2 separate regions of the Triticum aestivum genome follow, and region 1 is linked to region 2. Evidence: chromatin contacts called from public Hi-C data. All regions are on one chromosome and are shown on one strand. Each heading gives the region's core, a stretch centred on a gene start, on an enhancer-like site or on the middle of the called end of the contact. The rest is flanking DNA. Distances are from core to core; before and after follow the strand shown. Region 1 holds the start of LOC123156666 (kanadaptin). Region 2 holds the start of LOC123162745 (putative U-box domain-containing protein 42).

The links. Hi-C and Micro-C count contacts between places; a contact is called where the count stands out from the background.
Region 1: a Hi-C map of leaf shows a contact between it and region 2, with 7 times the contacts expected there. The contact joins the promoter of LOC123156666 here to the promoter of LOC123162745 in region 2. A contact is called at or near these places in 3 of 5 Hi-C or Micro-C datasets (all in leaf).

Annotation. Positions count from the first base shown.
Region 1 is chr7B:141,550,726-141,557,327 of IWGSC CS RefSeq v2.1, forward strand. LOC123156666 (kanadaptin) reads left to right here and starts at 5,054. Exons shown (of 12, transcript XM_044574821.1): 1 at 5,054-5,680; 2 at 6,046-6,131. The coding sequence starts at 5,202.
Region 2 is chr7B:141,168,780-141,175,332 of IWGSC CS RefSeq v2.1, forward strand. LOC123162745 (putative U-box domain-containing protein 42) reads right to left here and starts at 3,998. Exons shown (of 4, transcript XM_044580509.1): 1 at 3,649-3,998; 2 at 1,842-2,942; 3 at 1,347-1,656; 4 at 1-921. The coding sequence starts at 3,654.

The DNA of each region.
Region 1 (6,602 bases), core at 3,804-6,303, 380 kb after region 2:
TAAAGAAGAGTTGTATATGATACAACCAGAAGGTTTTGTCAATCCTAAAGGTGCTAACAAAGTGTGCAAGCTCCAACAATCCATCAATGGACTGGTGCAAGCAACTCGGAGTTGGAATATACGCTTTGATGAGTTGATCAAAGCATATGGTTTTATACAGACTTTTGGAAAGGCCTGTATTTACAATAAAGTGAGTGGGAGCACTACAGCCTTTCTGATAAGTATATGTGAATGACATATTATTGATCGGAAATGATGTAGAATTTTGCTGGAAAGCATAAAGGAGGGTTTGAAAGGATTTTTTCAAAGAAAGACCTCAGTAAAGCTACTTACACATTGAGCATCAAGATCTATAGAGATAGATCAAGACGCTTGATAAGATTTTTTCAATGAGTACATACTTTGATAAGATTTTGAAGTAATTCAAAATGGAACGGTCAAAGAAGGAGTTATTGCATGTGTTGCAAGGTGTGAAGTTGAGTAAGACTCAAAACCCGACCATGGCATAAAATAAAAAGAGAATGAAAAGTCATTCCCTATGCCTCAGTCATAGGTTCTATAAAGTATGCTATGCTGTGTACCAGACCTATTGTATACCTTGCTTTGAGTTTGGCAAAGGAATACAATTTTGATCTAATAGTAGATCACTGACAGCGGTCAAGAATATCCTTAGTGAGGACTAAGGAGATGTTTCTCGATTATGGAGGTGATAAAAGAGTTCGTCGTAAAAGTTACATCGGTGCAAACTTTTACACTGATCCAGATGACTCTAAGTCTCAATCTGGATACATATTGAAAGTGGGAGCAATAAGCTAGAGTAGCTCCGTGCAGAGCATTGTACACATAGAATATTTGCAAAATACATACGGCTCTGTATGTGACAGACCCATTTACTAAACTTCTCTCACGAGCAAAACATGATCATACCTTAGTACTCTTTTGGTGTTAATCACATAGCGATGTGAACTAGATTATTTACTCTAGTAAATCCTTTGGGTGTTGGTCACATGACAATGTGAACTATGGATGTTAATCACATATAAATGTGAATATTGGTGTTAAATCACATGATGATGTGAACTAGATTATTGACTCTAGTGCAAGTGGGAGACTAAAGGAAATATGCCCTAGAGGCAATAATAAAGTTATTATTTATTTCCCTATATCATAATGAATGTTTATTATTCATGCTAGAATTGTATTAACTGGAAACATGATACATGTGTGAATACATAGACAAACTAAGTGTCACTAGTATGCCTCTACTTGACTAGGTCATTTATCAAAGATGGTTATGTTTCCTAGCCGTGGACAAAGAGTTGTCATTTGATTAACGGGATCACATCATTAGGAGAATGATGTGATTGACTTGACCCATTCCGTTAGCTTAGCACTTGATCATTTAGTATGTTGCTGCTGCTTTCTTCATTTAGTATTATTTTGAGTTTCGTAGAAAAGGAATATCAAACGGAGTCCAATTGACCTAAAAATTTACGGAGATTATTTTTGGACCAAAAGAAGCCCACGGAGTACCGGAGATGCACCAAAGGAGCCCCGATGCCACCACAAGGGTGGGGGGCGCGCCCACCCCCCAGGGCGCGCCTCCCGACCTTGTGGGCCCCTCATGGACTCCCCTGACTTATTATCGACGCCAACACCTCTTATATATCCCCAAACCTCCAACACAGTACCTAGATCGGGAGTTCTGCCACCGCAAGCCTCTGTCGCCATGAAAAACGAACCAGAAGCTCGTTCCGGCACCCTGCTGGAGGGGGAAACCATCACCAGTGGCCATCTTCATCATCCTGTCGCTCTCCATGACGAGGAGGGAGTAGTTCACCCTCGGGGCTGATGATATGTACAAGTAGCTATGTGTTTGATCTCTCTCTCGCTCGTGTTCTTGATTTGGCACGATCTTGATGTATCGCAAGCTTTGCTATTATAGTTGGATCTTATGATGTTTCTCCCCCTCTACCTGCTTGTAATGGATTGAGTTTTCCCTTTGAAAGTATCTTATCTTATTGAGTCTTTAAGAATTTGAGAACACTTGATGTATGTCTTGCATGTGCTTATCTGTGGTGACAATGGGAAAATATTCACGTGATCCACTTGATGTATGTTTTGGTGATCAACTTGCAGGTTCTGTGACCTTGTGAACTTATGCATAGGGGTTGGCACACGTTTTCATCTTGACTCTCCGGTAGAAACTTTGGGGCACTCTTTGAAGTTCTTTGTGTTGGTTTGAATAGATGAATCTGAGATTGTGTGATGCATATCGTCTAATCAAACCCGCGGATACTTGTGGTGATATTGGAGTATCTAGGTGACACTAGGGTTTTGGTTGATGTGTATATTAAGGTGTTATTTTAGTACGAACTCTAGGGCTGTTTGTGACACTTATAGGAATAGCCCAATAGGTCGGTCAGAAAGAATAACTTTGAGGTGGTTTCGTACCCTATAATAATCTCTTCGTTTGTTCTCCGCTATTAGTGACATTTGATGTGACTCTTTGTTGCACATTGAGGGATTGCTATATGATCTAATTATGTTATCATTGTTGAGAGAACTTGCACTAGTGAAAGTATGAACCCTAGGCCTTGTTTCCAAACATTGCAATACCATTTTCGCTCACTTTTGTTACTTGCTACCTTGCTGTTTTTATATTCTCAGATTACAAAAACCTATATCTACCATCCATATTGCACTTGTATCACCATCTCTTCGCCGAACTAGTGCACCTATACAATTTACCATTGTATTTGGTGTGTTGGGGACACAAGAGACTCTTTGTTATTTGGTTGCAGGGTTGTTTGAGAGAGACCATCTTCATCCTACGCCTCCCACAGATTGATAAACCTTAGGTCATCCACTTGAGGGAAATTTGTTACTGTCCTACAAAACTCTGCACTTGGAGGCCCAACACGAGTCTATAAGAAGAAGGTTGCATAGTAGACATCAAGTCATAATCATGATGTGTAACTTTTAGTGCATATGAGAATTAAATACTAGTATCAACACCTTTTTTGCTAGATAGTCCAGGAAAGATATTCGTTGGAATTGTCCTTCAAGGACTCACTCGAATTCATGTATTGTACATTTTATTGCGCCCATGGTGTTTCTCAACTTAGGAAGGGCCCAGAGGACCTGGAGTTATATTGGATAACCATGCAACATTTTACAAATGGACCCAATAGAAAAGTGAAAATTACCACCCAATATGGACAATTTGCAAACTGGATCCTGGAAGACCAAACTAAAAAGCAATCGAGTCCTTGTTTGTGATAATCTGGCTTAATAGGGATGATAGACTACTCATATCAATAATAAGTTCTTTCTTTTCTGGGAGCCCATTAGGAAAGAACTCCAAAGTTAAGCGTGCCTAGCTTGGAGCAATTTCAGGATAGGTAATTGACTAGGAAGTTGGTCCCAGATGCGCACGAGTGAGGACAAAAGTGCGCATGAAAGACTAGTGTTGATCCGTGAGGCCAGTCTAGATCCCGACAGGAGTAATAGCTAGTAACTGACGGGTGTGTCTAGGGCGTTACAAGTTGGTACCAGAGCCGACCCTCACGGTTACACAGATGTTTGCATGTTAGGTGCACGGTCATGTTTATGCATGGCGTTTGTGGCCCATCGCGGCACATGGCATGACACATTTGTCGGACTGGACGCACAAACGTGTGCCAAGAGGAAACGTTCCCGTGGGCCGATGAGGACGTCGGTTCCTTTGAGCGGCGGTGTATGTGATACCTTGGCTCTTTGTCTTAATTGTGACATCCCTAAAGAGCAGATCAATAATTAGGCTGGTCAACCAATTGATCTCAAACCAAACTAATGACTGGAATAGGCCTCTGATCGACTCCTTGTCCATAGTTTTGATGCTGAAGAGATTCTCAAGATTAATCTCCCCTCAAGTCCAGCTGAAGATCACATTGCAAGGAACACCAAAATAATTGCATCCTAGCTTAATAGTGATGATAGACTACTCATATCAATAAGGAATTCCTTCTTTTCCGAGAGCCCATTCGAAAAGAGCTCCCAAGTAAATTGTGCTCAGCTTGGAGCAATTTCAGGATGGGTGACTGACGAGGAAGTTGGTTCCAGGTGTGCACGAGTGAGGACAAAGTGCGCAATAAAGACTAGTGTTGATCTGTGGGGTTAGTCTAGATCTCACCAGGAGTAACAGCCAGTAACCGTCGGGTGTGTCTGGGGCGTTACATTGTCGCACAACTTTAGCCTTGACCCGATACCACCATCGCTAGAGGATGAGACCACCTGGGCAGCTCACCGCCGGCGAGACACTTAAAATAGTAGGTTGAAGCACCAACATAGATGCCTCCCTTTTGCCTCAATGACTTGGTGGAAAGAAAGGAGCCGACATTGATTGCCAGAGCTCCGGATGGCCGACCTTCGACTAGGAGATGCGGCAACACGTTGTTGAGGACCGAGTCTGGTCGTAGCTTCCTCATAGGTGCTGCTGAGATTGATCTCCAAGGAAGAACATGGATGGTTCGTCGGTAGCTTGATCCCCTCCCTCCCGCTTCTTTCCGTCCACCATCACAGCAGCTTTAGAGGGAAGCAAGGAAGAATAAGATCGAGATCCATATCCGAGGATCTTGCAAGCTTATTTAGAGGGCGACAGAGAATCCCACCACATTTGGCTCCCACCGAAGGAACCGTGGCCATGAGCATCACCATGGATATCCAGTCGCAACTCGCCTTCATCGATCTCCAACACCCCATTGGCATAGTGCCAGATGGCAAGTCCAAGCATCCGCCTCCTATAAGCACCACTACTACTATCTACAGAGGGAATGCCGCCTCCTCTCCGATGGTAGAAGAGCAACACACAATCCGCCAACTCAAGGAGGAGTAATAGAGGAGAGGGAAAGTGAGGGGAGAATGAGCGGTACGGCGGTGGCGTTGGGATGTTCCAAATTGGTCACACGTAACTCTGCCACTAGCTAATCCTGCGCGCCGAACGGAAAACGAACGGCCAAGATCGCGCTTGGCTGAGAGCTCCACCTGCGCAGCACCATCTGTCGCCAACGGCGAGGATTGCTGCCCCCCCTTCTTCCCCGTCCGTTTGCCCGGATCACCGACCCAGCTCCGCTCCGCTCCGCTGTTCATCCCCACCTCCTCCTCGCCGTCGTCCCCTTCCCCTCCCTTCGTCTCCACTTCTCACGCTCCCGCACACGGCCATGAACCCTACTATGCCTCCGCCCCCGCCCCGAAACCCTAACCCCTCCTCCTCCTCCATGCCGCCTCCGCCGCCCCCCAAACCCTCGCCGCCTGCCCCATCGGCGCAGCCGGAGGCGGAGGACGAGCCGAGGCCTGATGCCTCGATGGCCGAGGCGGACGGGAGTGCTAAACCGAGCCCCTCCTCCTCTATGCCGCCTCCACCGCCACCAAGACCCTCGCCGCAGCCGGAGGCGGAGGCAGCGTCGGAGTCTGAATCGTCGGCCGACGGGAGCGCTAACCCCAGCCCTAGCGACTCGTCGGCGGGGGAGGAAAGGAACCCCGGTGGCGACACCGAGATGGCCGAGGAGGCGCCGCCAGAGCAGCGGCAGCAGCCGCGGCCGCGCGCACCATACGCCATCCCCGACTGGAGCGCCGCCCCGGAACACCCCTTCTTCCTCGAGGTGCTCAAGGAAGGCCTCATCTTCGAGAACCTTGACGTGTGAGTTGCTGTCTCTGCACCGGCAGTCTTGCTTTTCTCGTCTTGCTATGGGGCTGCTTACTCTGATGCCTCCGGGGTTTCTAGCTCATGTACGGTAGGAGTGGAGAAGGGCAATGCGTGGTTCCTAGTGCAAACGGTTGATAACGACTTAGTTTTATTTCTAAAATCACTCATGGTTTGTAGTTGCGTGAAATGAGTACTTGCATAGCTACATATTTCATGTTTCAATCCAATGCATTGTATTATATGTGGATTTTGAGACCTTCACATTCGAAGTTCATGACGTTGTCTGCTAGTACATAATTAGCTGGACTACTTATTTTCCTAGATATGGTTGGTGAAATGACTGGCATTACATATCGCAGGTCCAAGAAAGGAGCTTACATGTTTGGCCGAATTGATCTGTGCGATTTCGTGCTGGAGCATCCCACCATTTCCCGTTTTCATGCAGGTACATTCATTTTCGCCATGCTCTTGTCAAGTATTGTTCGAAACGGATGCTCTTGTCAACTATGCCATAGATAGAACATTAGAACCAAAACTCGAACTCCAGCTAGCTATTTAATCTAGTTACTAAGTGCAGAGCTAGTATTTTGTAGACCTTTTCAGTTCGAAACGGAAGCAATTACTAATACTTTTCACATCAAGGAAGGTCGTCTGTAACCCCCCACCCCATCTCAGTCAGCTTCATTACATTAACTAGATGTCAGGATGGTTGCAGTTTTCAAACAGAAGTTGGAATTTTGTTTGAAGCAATATACTTAGTCACCTTTTTACTGATTCTTCGGATAGCTGGCTGGAAACTGGTCGCTGATATTCTGAACATTTGGGATGTCAGTGAGCATAAATTTTATTTATGGTGCTAAGATATTCATGAACATATGGGGGATGATATGCGGGGAACTGTGAAACTTTGCTGTAA
Region 2 (6,553 bases), core at 2,748-5,247:
CCTGGAGCACATCCTGATCGTGCAGCGTCGTTGTTAGCCGGACGAGCGAGCCCACGAGGCCCTCCAAGTATGGCTTCGCATGGCGGCTCGCCCGCATCCCGCCACGCTGCATCTCCTCTATCTTGGCCAGCATGGTCGGCACTGCGTTCTGGTGCAGCAGCGCGAGGTTGAGTGTCAGATGCTGATAGGGCAGCTTTGACAGGAGCGTCGCAGAAACGGCATGCCGCTCTGTGATCCGCCCCAACTGGCTGATGCTCCTGATCAGCCTGCCCAGCTGCCCAGGCACCTTGCACAGCTTCTCGGCAATGGTGTGCCCCATCTGTGGGGACAATGCAGTGAGCAGCTTTGTCGCAGCAATGCCAAGCGCCTCGCTAGGTGAACCCATGAACTCGATCACGGTCTGGCTGCTATCTTGCTCCTTCATGACTGAGACCACCGTGGCGAGCGGCTTGGGGAGCGCGGTGAGCGCGAGCAGCACGCGCAAAATGTTGAGGTTGAGATCGTCGGGCATGGAGCACCTGAGCATGTGTGCTAAGTTGTAAACCGAGTACTTGGAGGTGATAACATGACCTTCCTTGTTGACAACAATGGCCTCTGGGTTCATGCCAGATTTGACGATGTTGGCAAGTACTGCTGCAGCCTCGGTTTTGGATCCCATGGGCTCATCATCGATTTTTCGGATGAAGAGCGCCTCAACCATGACTGGAACAGCGCCTGCGTCCACAAGTGTCTTGCCGTTGGGCTGGTGAGAAGATATTTGGACCAGGACATCAAGCGCCGCCTTGCAGATACTAGCATTGCCGCTGTGCACCATCTTGATAAGTATCTCCGATGCGCTCCCGGCAATGTTAATGGTCATCTCCTGCTTCTGGACTAGTTCGCCGAGGTAACCCACCATTTCCATCTGCACATCTTCCGACCCTGTTTCATGCATATTCACGTTAGTTAGTGATGTTTGGCACGAGCGGTGCAAGTACAATGAATAGTATGAGTTTTTTTAATAGTATAGTTTTTTTTAGGAAACCCCTCAAATCAGTCACCAGTGCACGAGTTCTAATTTGAACTTACGATTAGCTCACTTGTTGCAAAACAAATTTGTACTGCCGCATTGTTAAATTGTTGAAACATGAGTAGTAACTCCCACTGTAGTAATTCTATTTTAGAAATTGTTAGGACAAAATGGGAGCTGTTCTTATTACTGCAAGGCAAATGTTTTCAGTTACTCATCCACAGTTCTGAATTTGGATTTTTTTTACAAGGAAAAAAAACTATTTTCTTTGTTTTATGTGGAAATTTTAAAAAATGGAGGAAGTCAGGTATGTTTCTGCACAGGAAAAATATATTACCTTCAACGAGATGCCTTTGGAGAGGGTCCAAGTAGCCACTTTCAGCCATGTACTTGATATTCTTTGGGCATTTCTCCAGGTTCTGGAGGACCTCTCCGGCCTTCTCTGAAGTAATCGGATCATCGGAGTTGTTGAATTTCATCGTGATCAGAATTAATATGCTTCCAGCAGTTGACCCGATGTTTTCTAACAGTAACTCTGATTTTGAAAGCTCTAGCAAGAAACAGATAGCTGCATGTCTTTCATCCGAACTACTACTAGAAAGCAGCTTTATTGTCCTTGAGACAGCCCTGGTTTTTGCTATGATTTCCTGCACGTCAAGAGGCAACATTTGAGTTGTTAATCTAAGATGCAGGACCAACACAAATTGAAACTGGACTCTACCAATAATTTAATTTCAGCATTTCATTAAGTTTCACATGGTGATTTCGAAAAATAATTTTGACATGGCCAAGCTGGGATTTCACAAAAGCTGAACATTTCAGACTTCCTTACCTTTCCTGGCTCATCTTCGACCAGCAGGCAGAGGAGCTCCAGTGAGTCACAGCGTATCAGTGCATCCTTGTGCTCTAACAGACGTGCAAGGAACTTGGTTATGCCAATCTTGTGCATCTGCTCCCTGTTCTTTCTCCTCGTCCTGGCAAGCAGCTTCAGCTCATGTATGGCTTCAAGTATCATAGCCTCCGTCCTTGCCAGTGAGAGAGCAGTACGTGCGATTCTGATCCGTGTTGCTTCATTCCTCATAATCCATTCCGCGATTGTGCTCTTGAGTGGAACATTAGTCCTCAGAGTCTTGCTCTGCATCGCTATTTTCGTAACCGGGCAGATCACAGGTTCAGAATCATCCGTTAAACTGTCAAAGTACTCCTCAATGGTTCTCCTGTCATATGTTACTCCGCTTTCGGTAGTCACGGGATCGACCATGACCTTATTTGTGAGTGGGCAGAAGAAAGAATCATACAGCGGCTCAACATACTCTGCGACTTCAGGGAGTGAACTGAACGACTGCCCACCGAACTCGTGAGACTCATGGTACATTCCCTGCAGGAAGTCTACCAACCTTGGCATGTCGCCGTCGTGCAGTGCTCTTCTCTTGGGCCTATCATTTGCCACAACTATCGTCATGTCGCCCTCAGAATAGCCATCACAGGAACGCTGATCATTAGGATGCTGCCCGTTTGCAGTGACCTGAAGGTGCATGCCGGCTGCTGCATCCGCACACCTGTTGCTACCAAATGCTGAAGCGGGTATCCGGCCGAGCTCATGACCGATGTTCTTTATCACATTTTCAAGGTCCTCGGTTATGCTCTGGAGGTCTTCATCCATGAGCTGCTGCGCGACGGCGCTGCACCTAGCGACGAGGTCCTTGGCGAGGTCGACATTGGCAGCTAGATATTCGGCTATGTGCATCACGTTGGTCGGGGAATTCTGCACCCTCTGCACCTCCAATGTCGCCGGGGGCACGCGCTGAAGACGGCTGCCTGCATCCATGAACTTCTCTTGGCCGACATCGGCGGAGGCCATTGTCGACATGACCTCGGAGATTGCCGCTATGGACTCGGCGAGTGCCGCCTTCCGGGCTTGTCCCTCACTTCTCTGAAAAACAAGTACACGTCAGGCACCCAAGCAAATGCATCCAACTCCAAAGACAGAGGGGCTGTTCTCATGGAAAATGACGGTTGAGAGTTCACACCAGCAAACTATAAATAATTAACCGACAGATTTTATATTAGATTAAAACAATCTGAAGTTGACGGGGGAATTGATTCTACAACAATCGGAGGATACGATACGGGGCTGCCACTTTCCCCCAATCCCCGATTGTTGACAAAATGGTTTCAAGAAAGTGGCATCTCCCGTAAGTACTATGAACGAATAAGAATTGGAATTCGCTTTACTGAAAATAAACAGCCAAATTAAAGACTTGTACTATGAAGTGCTTGGAAACGGGGAACACGCTGGTTTTCGGGCACTCCTTGAAAGAAGATAGAAAATACGCTGAAGGGGAAGAAGAAGAAAATAACAGTTGAAAATAACATTTGAGCACATGGAACGGCCTCGGCTTCATTTCCCCACTCCCGATGCCAAATCCACACAAGACCGCCTAAAACCCTATGATTCCTTTCCCTCCCACAAGGCTTAGTAATCCCCACACAAGACGAACACAAACAAGAACAACACAGGAAGGAACTGTGATTTTTTCTTGAAAACCTACGCTAGTGCCTGACAGTTGACACCACCCTGAACTGAATCAAACGGCTCGTCGCCAGAAGAAGAGAAGGCGACTCAGCAACACACATACCTGCATCCAAGCCCCCTGACCCGAAGAACCGGGGCCGCCGCTTCCTCGGCCGCCCTCCTGCCCGCCACCCGCCGTGCTGACCCGGGGAGAAGGTGGCTACCGGTGCCGCGAGAGCATTCTATCTCTCTCCTCCTCCGCTTCCTGCCCACCGCCACCGCCCCCGCGCCGTCCAGCCCTCGAACGAACGAACGAACGAACAGCGCCGCACCGCCCGGCTGAGCGCGGCAGAAGAATCGAGAGGAACAAAAATAAATTGGAGGGAGGTCGGAATGAAATGATGGGAGATGGCGCCGCACGGGGACCCAGTCAAGTGAGGTCGTCTAAAGCAACCTCCCTGGCCTGGCTGGCTCCCTGGATTGGAGATCGGTAAAGCGGCCCAGTTTTTTAACGGGTTTTCCGGTAGTGCCCCTGCCGCGCTTGTTTATTGTTCATATTTGTAGATAGTGCGCCGTGGGAAGCGTACAAAGGCGTTTGACTTTGCTGGCGGTGGAGGTGGTGCCCGGCGACCGCATGCTTGCAACGGACACCACCACATATGCCACCTTCGTTTTCTGTCCACGCAGGCCTGGCATGGCATGTCGACTGCGCTGCGTTCGTTCTTTGTCCACGGCGACTTCAGGCCTGGCAATGTTAATTGCACTGAGGTTTCGGTCAGGCAAGGCAAGATGGCCTGCAAATCGATCGATAACCCCAGCACGGCGGTCAATTTTGGTGATGAACGGGGCAAGTTCTCGGAAACTTTGCATGTTTTTCTTTTCCACGTAAGTTCACAGAATTACCCCTATTTCAAATGATGGTGGTGAAGGAAAGTGCAGGCGAGAGACAGCATTATGGCAGCATTTTTGAGCTGTGGACCGCCCTGATTCATGAGTTCTTGGATCATACGCTTCCTTCTTTCTGCTCTCCTCTCCGCTCCATTTGCCTCATCATGAAGGCATGGCATGGCTGCCGCATTGATGATCCCCGAATCGGTTGAATGGTGGCGGCGAAGCTCATTAAGTGAGCGCTCTAATCTAAGAAAGAACCATCTTCTGTGAAAGGAGAAAAGCATTCGAGTTCCGATCGTCGATCTAGATATTGTTACGGTTAGGCGTTGGAGGGCGCTAGCAAGTACAGTACAGTAGTACATTCCTCGCAAAAAAAAAAAAAGGGGTACAGTAGTGTACATTGTGTTGCGAGTGGAAGAAGTAAGTTATTAGGGTTAAGAAGTTGCTGAGATTTATTTAGTTGCTCCTAGATCGTGCTGGAATCATGGGATGCGTCATCGATTCACTACAGTCACTAATCTAATCATGCATGGTTATGCCCCGCAGCAAAATAACTAATCATGGCTACCAGAGTAGTACCAGCGGTACTGCTCAGGGGTGGAGGTGCGTACGATCGAGTGGTACAGTCAGTAACAAATTACAACATCTTTCAGAAAAATAACACAGTTAATGGTACTAACAACTAACCTAGCTAGTACATTGCGTACAGATAAGGACCGACGGAACTGGGCTAAATTGAATAATAATGTTCGTTGAGCTTTTCAACCTATGTAACCTAGCTCTTGAAATGTTCGATTTCATCGCAGATTCCTGAGTTAATTAACTACCGTCTCCATCGACTAATTCTACATCGTCGAGATGCGCCTATCCTAGACACAAGAGCATGAATAAAATAGCGGTATGACGGCTGGTGCAAGACAAGAGCACAGAATTTACCCGGCAAGAATGGATTAGCAAGCTACAAGCAAGGTCAGGTTACCAGTGGGCACAAAAACCTCAACTTGTCTTTACCAGTGGGTTACAAGAACGATCAAGCGCGTGGAACCATTCTAAATGGAACCGCGGCGTGATGGCTACTAGTGTGCTATTCTATGATGATGATCCAGTCGACGGCGATAGCTAGCTACGGACGACTGGGACACTTGCAGCCCGATCGGGCAGGGGCAAAACCGTCCGCCAGCGTGTGGGTCGCGTCGACATGGGCGCCACCCCGGGCGGGCCGATCGCAATCCGCTTGCGTGCGTAGATATCGTCCACTGTCCAGTACAGTAGTATTTTCTTAATTTCTTGTCCGACGCGTATGAACGAGACGGACACTGTGCTGCAGGTGTGGACGGACGAAATCGCGGCAAGGACGGCGTTCGCCTGCCAGGTGAGGGCTGAGGACCGAAGAATGTCGATCTTGACCCGTTTCAGATGATCACAGCCGTAGTACCAGTATAAATATAAATGATCACAGTAGCATTTCAGTCTCGGCGGAATGGCGGTGATGCATTCACTGCGATCAGCTACAGCGGGAGGAAGAGCGGCCGCGGCAGCGGCGGACGGGACAAGAAGCTTTCCGTGTCGTGACAGTTGGTTTAGGTGCGTGCCCTATGGGCACGGGCAGCCTGTGGCCGGGCTCGATGAGATCGCCAACCACCGCGCGCGCGTCGGCGTGAGCGTGGGCGTGGCCCTTTTTTCCGGGCTCGGACATGCCACCGGACGGACCGCCCGGGACGTCGGTGGTGACGCGTATCTTGGCTTGGCTTCCACACCAAAGTTTTGCGCTCGATCACGCTACACTACAATGTACTCCCTCTGTAAACTAATATAAGAGTGTTTAGATCACTACTTTAGTATTCTAAACGCTCTTATATTAGTTTACGGAGGGAGTACTGTATGATGATGTTAGTGTAGTGTAGCGTGGTGGGGAAGGGAAGGGTCGCGCGTGAGCACGTACGGTAGGGCTGGGTACATCGTGATCCACTGTGCAACGCAACTGTGCTCTGGAGCAAAGCGAGCGAGGGCGCACGCGGCGAACGAGAGTTGCTTTTCTTGTCTTCGGCCGCAGCGCCCATGACAACACGTACCTTACCGTGAAACTATTCACCTGACCACCTGTGGGAGAGCTTCACACGGGTTTGGGTCTCTCGGGT